2 separate regions of the Sus scrofa genome follow, and region 2 is linked to region 1. The links are chromatin contacts, called in public Hi-C maps. All regions are on one chromosome and are shown on one strand. Each heading gives the region's core, a stretch centred on a gene start, on an enhancer-like site or on the middle of the called end of the contact. The rest is flanking DNA. Distances are from core to core; before and after follow the strand shown.

What was found. Hi-C and Micro-C count contacts between places; a contact is called where the count stands out from the background.
Region 2: a contact with region 1 is called in a Hi-C map of skeletal muscle, with 2.4 times the contacts expected there. The contact joins two enhancer-like sites. A contact is called at or near these places in 2 of 47 Hi-C or Micro-C datasets (fetal heart ventricle and skeletal muscle) and 1 of 2 datasets of contacts at active chromatin or transcription factors (skeletal muscle).

Annotation. Positions count from the first base shown.
Region 1 is chr1:57,506,094-57,509,280 of Sscrofa11.1, forward strand. The region is part of intron 1 of ANKRD6 (ankyrin repeat domain-containing protein 6); the gene reads left to right. Among named protein-coding and RNA genes, the nearest start is that of ANKRD6, 70 kb to the left of the region's middle. Within about 2 kb of position 1,693, at least 3 of the 83 cell types and tissues checked have an H3K27ac peak or open chromatin away from gene starts, as enhancers often do.
Region 2 is chr1:57,632,007-57,635,193 of Sscrofa11.1, forward strand. It overlaps ANKRD6 (ankyrin repeat domain-containing protein 6), which reads left to right. Exons shown (of 16, transcript XM_021089998.1): 11 at 1,539-1,673; 12 at 2,005-2,190; 13 at 2,660-2,812. Among named protein-coding and RNA genes, the nearest start is that of LYRM2, 21 kb to the right of the region's middle. Within about 2 kb of position 1,700, at least 5 of the 83 cell types and tissues checked have an H3K27ac peak or open chromatin away from gene starts, as enhancers often do.

The DNA of each region.
Region 1 (3,187 bases), core at 443-2,942:
GCTTTGTTTACATCACACGATCTCATGAACACGTTTCTATCACATAGATCTTCCATCATTTTACCTGACTCCTGGTAATCCATTTAGAGGACAGTGCCCAAGAGCACAGACGCTAGAGTTGGATTTGGGATCTTGCTCCTTGGTAGCTGGGCAAGTTATTTAACTGCTGCAGTGCCTCCATCTACTCTTCTGTAAAGTGGAGAGGATAGTAATACCCACACATTGGTCTGGTTTGAGAATTAAATGAGGAGATAGATGTTGGGTGCTTAGAATAGAGCCTTGCATAAGTAGGCACTCGGTGTCGTGAGGTGGCATCATCTCATCAGCATCACCATCATTATGTGACTGTGCCATCTCTGCTAACCCACCCCTGGCTTTCTTGCAACTTGATCTTTTCTGACCTCCAGAGTTACTACTTTTCCATTGGTTCCTAAAAGTGGAATTTCTGGATCGTTAGAGGCTTTAGATACGTACTGCCGTATTTTCTCATTTCTCAGTATTCACTCCTACCAGCTTTTCTCAGCTGAATTAAAAAACTCAGCTTGGCTTCCTTCTAACATCCTATGTGCTCTGGGACCTCCCCTTCCCAATAATTGGGAACATAAACTCATACAGTATTGCTCTGGGCAAACATAATTAAGGAAATGGAGTTCCCGTCGTGGCGCAGTGGTTAACGAATCCGACTAGGAACCATGAGGTTGCGGGTTTGGTCCCTGTCCTTGCTCAGTGGGTTAACAGTCCGGCGTTGCCGTGAGCTGTGGTGTAGGTTGCAGACACGGCTCGGATCCCGCGTTGCTGTGGCTCTGGCGTAGGCCGGCGGCTACAGCTCCGATTCGACCCCTAGCCTGGGAACCTCCATATGCCATGGGAGCGGCCCAAAGAAATGGCAAAAAAAAAAAAAAAAAGGAAATGAAGTAGCCACAAAACAGCTTTGATAAAGCATCCACAGTCGAAAAAGCAAGGTAGTTCACCTGCATGTGATATTTTCTGTGCTCCAACTCCTCTCCATTGATCAGGAACTGTTTATGTGTGGGATGATGTGATGTAGAACCATTAAATGTAGTCCTCATGCTCTTTGCCCCTCCAACCAAATTTAACTTCTAGGCACAGTGGAAGAAAAAAATAGCTCCAGCAACATGACAGGAAATGTACACAAAATTAGCTATATAACTTGCAAAACAGTAGGTTAGTCCTTTTATTCTGTTTTTTTGTGAAGATCATTCACTTCCTTGCACTTACTTTTACATTTACCATGAAGAAATTGTTGCCCGTTGGTGTATGCAAAGATGGGATCCACAGTGTTTGCTCCTGGACTTCGTAGTGAGAGCTGTGGCCCAGGTTCCTGGCTCAGCAGGCCTGTGCTATGAGTTGCTTGTTGATAACACAGTTCTCCTACCCACTGTCTCTGTTAGGTGACTGAGACCCCTCTGCCCAGCATGCCGTGACCTGGCCTGGCCTTCACATGTCTCATACAGCATTGCTAGATAAAGTCTGCTTCTGAGTGGTTCTCAGCAATCCAGCCACCTGCATTTGATGATAAACACAAATGCAGTCATGAACATTTAAACCACATGACCTAACACAATAATGAGGGCGACAGTCAGATGATTCCCGATATGACCACTTCAGCTTCTCATTAGTATTACTGAACCCAAGTTCATGTGCCCAATGCACAGTGAGGTCAAACAAACTGAAATGTCTAGGTTTGGAGCAGAGAAAGTTTTATGGCAGGGCTGGGCAAGGGGAACAGGGGACTGGGGTTGAGGGGCGCTCAGACTCCAAATATCCCAGGCTTTCCTAAAGGGTTTTAACAAAGCTTTTTATTTTATTTTACATATATGTATATTTTAAAGTATTAAAATATAGTTGATTTAGTGTTGTGACAATTTCTCCTATACAGCATGGTGACCCAGTCATACATATATATGTATCCCTTTTCTTTCTTTTTTTTTGCTTTTTATGGCTGCACCCACAGCATATGGAAGCGCCCAGGCTAAGGGTCAAATCAGAGCTGCAGCTGCCAGCCTATGCCACAACCACAGCAAGACCATACCTGAGCTGTGTCTGCAACCTACACCGTAGCCATAGCTCACGGCAATGCCGGATCCTTAACCCACTGAGCGAGGCCAGGGGTTGAACCTGAATCCTCATGGATACTAGTTGGACCCATAACCTGCTGAGCTACAAATGGGAATCTCGACATTCCTTTTATTTCTTCTTTTTTTTTTTTTTTTTTTTTTTTTTTTTTTTTTTTTTTGCCTTTTCTAGGGCCAAACCTGCAGCACATAGAGGTTCCCAGGCCAGGGATCTAATTGGAGCTATGCCAGAGCCACAGCAATGTGGGATCTGAGCCGAGTCTGAGACCTATACCACAGCTCACAGCAATGCTGGATCCTTAACCCACTGAGCAAGGCCAGGGATTGAACCTGTGACCTCATGGTTCCTAATCAGATTCGTTAACCCCTGAGCCACAACGGGAACCTCAAGCATTCCTTTTCTTATATTGTCTATCCCAAGAGATTGGCTATGGTTCCCTGTGCTGTACAATAGGACGTCATTGCTTATCCATTCTAAATCAGCAAAGTGTTTTTTTTTTTTTTTCAAATTATTTTATTTTTTCATTATAGCTGGTTTACAATGTTCTGTCAATTTTCTACTGTACAGCATGGTGACCCAGTTATACATAAAAGTATATAATCTTTTTTCTCACATTATCGTGCTCCATCACAAGTGACCAGACATAGTTCCAAGTGCTATACAGCAGGATCTCATTGCCTATCTATTCCAAAGGCAATAGTCTGCATCTGTTAACCCCAAAATCCCAATCCATCCCACTCCCCCTCCCTCCCCCTTGGCAACCGCAAGTTTGTTCTCCAAGTCCAGGAGTTTCTCTTCTGTGGAAAGGTTCATTTGTGCCATACATTAGATTCCAGATATAAGTGAAATCATATGGTATTTGTCTTTCTCTTTCTGACTTCACTCAGCATGAGAGTCTCTGGTTCCATCCATGTTGTTGCAAACGGCATTATTTTGTTCTTTTTTATGGCTGAGTAGTATTCCATTGTGTGTATATACCACATCTTCCTAATCCAGTCATCTGTCACGAAGATTTAGGTTGTTTCCATGTCTTGACTATTGTGAATAGTGCTGCAATGAACATGCGGGTGCATGTGTCTTTTTCAAGGAA
Region 2 (3,187 bases), core at 450-2,949, 130 kb after region 1:
AGATGTAGGAGGCATAGCAGGTGGTCTAGAGGCCCTTGTCTGATGTGCACACTCGGTCCCCCTTGCTCGGCTGGAGGCTCCGTTAGGTCCGCACACACCAGTGGTTTGTAACGATGCCTCTTGCCTCCTTCAGGTCTTGCGCTTCAGTCGTGGGCGAAGCCTGAGGAAAAAGAGAGAGAGGCTCAAGGAAGAAAGGAGAGCTCAGTCTGTGCCAAGAGATGAGGTGGCACAAAGCAAGGTGGGGGGTGGCCCTCCCGCCCGCTTGCAGGGTGGGAAACTCTCCCTGCCTACTCTGGGCCCATCTGGCAGCTGCCAGGCCCTCCTCTGTCTCTCCTTTCCACTGGGTCCTTCAGATCTTCTCCGTCTTTCCTTCTGGCCTCTTGTCTTCCACTCTCCATGATTTCAGGCCACATGCACGTGTGCCACCTCTCTTCCAGCACCCCGTGCAGCTGTATTTACAAGTCCCCTGCACCTGTGGCCTTGTCACTTCCATGTGGACAGCCCTGCTTCTCTGCCACCGCGCCTTCTTCGTGTAGAGCAGTGGTTTTCAAGGGGTGGATCCACTGTGTTACTTAGAACCTTGTTAGAAATGCAGATTTGGGGGCCTTACCCCAGACCCACTGGATCAGAAACTCTGGGGTGGGGCCCAGCAGTCTGTTTGAACAAGCCTCCCAGGTAATTTCAATGGGGATGGAAGTTGGAACACCGCTGGCATAGCTTGCCACCTCTCTTTCCAATGAGGGAGTAAACTGAGGCTATGCTAGCCCATATGGCTCCTCAGTGCAAATGAGAAGAAGATGCCTCCTGGGCAGACCAGCCCAGGACTTGCATAGAGCCCAGGTTGGACTTTAGCTCCTTCTGCCCTGCTCATGTCTTTGGGTAGGTGCCTTTGTGCAGTGAACATCTTGCACAACTGTACATGGCAGCCCTGGAAGGAACCATACCATACCTTTTAGCTCTCCCAGGAGGAAGAAGACTAGGATATAGAGATAACGTTTGGCAACTTTTATGTCCGTTTGAAAATCTTATCAGTTTCCAGGGTTAAGACCTCATAACTCTGATTAAGTTCCTGTGTGTGAATTGTACAAATTAATTTGTAAAAGTTCTCACAAGGACCAGACACGTGATGTTTTCTCATTTCAGAGGGTTCTCACTCTCCTCTATGAATTATGAGGGTCCAAGCTCAAAGAATAAATGGGGTTGGGGATTTTTTTGGAAATGCAGAAGACTAAAAATCGTAAACGCTGAGGTGTTTTGTGTGTGGTAGGTTCCTGAAGTTCTTAAACATAGAATTAGACCCAAGGCTATGTCTAGTTGGCACTTAATAAATAAAGTAAAAGCCAGATAATCAACTTACTTGGGAAAGCACACGTGTTCAGTTAAGACCACCAAGCAGTGCTCCCTGTGTCTGAAATTTGTCACTGGCAAATATTCCCAGGGGGTCCTTTAGTGGATAGAGTCTTGGAAGTTTTATGCTATTATTGAAGAAGGCTGAGGGGTCAAGTAGAAGAGGTTTCTGGGCTTTTTTTTCTCTGTAGGGAAGTGTCTCAGCAGGAGACACCCATAGCAGTGAACAGGCTGCACCCAGAAAAGAAGAGGCCAAAGAAGATTGCCTGTCCGCCTCCCCGGAACCCAGAGCCAAGGACTGCAGGCAGAGAAAGTCCAGGCCCAAGGTCAGGAGGCACGTGAGAGCAGCCAAGAGGGCGGAGAGGCGGGTTGGCCAAGAGCCCCGTGATAGTGTCATGCCCAGCAGCTAAAGAGCCACTTCCCTTGGCTGGCTTGCTGGTTTGGAGCCGGAGCAGAGTTGGGCGTGGCCAGCTGCAGGCACGAGGTTAGCGTGCTGATACACCTCTTTTGATGCCTGGTACCTGGAGTAGAAAGCCGTGAGCTTATTAGTAAGGCGGGGTTCTTCACTGCAAAGCGGGCGAGGGGGGACCCGCTGGCTGGGCTTCAGCCTTGCTGATGTCACAGTGCTCAGGGTGGCAGTCTCCTTGTCTCCCACAGGTGTCGGCATTTTCTGACCCCACCCCACCAGCAGACCAGCAGCCCGGACAGCAGAAGAACACACACACTCACAGTCACCCTAAAAAGAGGCCCAGGCGTCGCTGTTCGCCCCCACCTCCTCCGCATGAGTTCAGAGCATACCAGCTCTACACGCTGTACCGGGGCAAGGACGGCAAAGTGATGCAGGTACCTGCCCGGCCCTGTCAGGGCAGGACTGTGGGCGTAAGTGAGGTGTCTGTGCGACATGGCCCCTGTGGGCTAACCTCCACTTTGACTACAGAAGGCATGTGCTTTACAGATGAACCAGCTGGCCCTCCCCACCTAAACAGTGCAGGTACCCTCCTGCCATTTAGGCCAGGCCAGCAGAGATGTTGTTACAAAGCTTTCTGCACCACCTGTGGTGACTAGATGATCTTGAGGCCCAAGAGTAGATAAAAGCAGCTTGAGGACTGGATGTTAGCGTCTCTGAATCCTCTTAGCACCCACCGGACCAAAGTTTGGCCTCTAGGATGGTCCAGAATCTTGGACGACTGGGATGGGTCTCCTCCACACGTGTGTCCCCCGGGTCTGCTGACCAGCACACGGTGGGTACTGAACACATATTTGCAGAAGGAATGAACTTGGTGGACTGATTGCTTTTTGGCTTCCCGCTTAGGCGCCGATAAATGGTTGTCGATGTGAACCCCTAATCAACAAGCTGGAGAATCAGCTGGAGGCAACTGTGGAGGAGATCAAAGCAGAGCTGGTGTCAGTTCAGGATAAAATGAACACCAAGCTGGGGCATATGGAGAGTAAGACCCAGCACCAGGTAAGAGGTCACTGTCCTCACCGTGGGCTGTCTTGGCAGAAAATGAAATCAGAAACCTCAGCACACACTCCTGTTCTGCACACGCTACCTGAGCATGTCGGGCGGGCTGTCAGGGAGGAGAGGAGGCCTGTGATGTGATTTCTTTAAATCTTTCATGTGATTTCTTTCTTTAAGGCCTGTTAACTTAGAAATCTTTAAGAGCATGTTTAAATTGCTTCTGATGTGAAATGCTTACACAGCATTTTTTATTTATTTATTTATTTTTGTCTTTTGAGGGCCGCACCAGTGGCATGTGAAAATTCCCAGGCTAGGGGTCGAATCAGAGCTATGTCTTTTGAGGGAACCTTCATACTGTTCTCCATAATGGCTGCACCA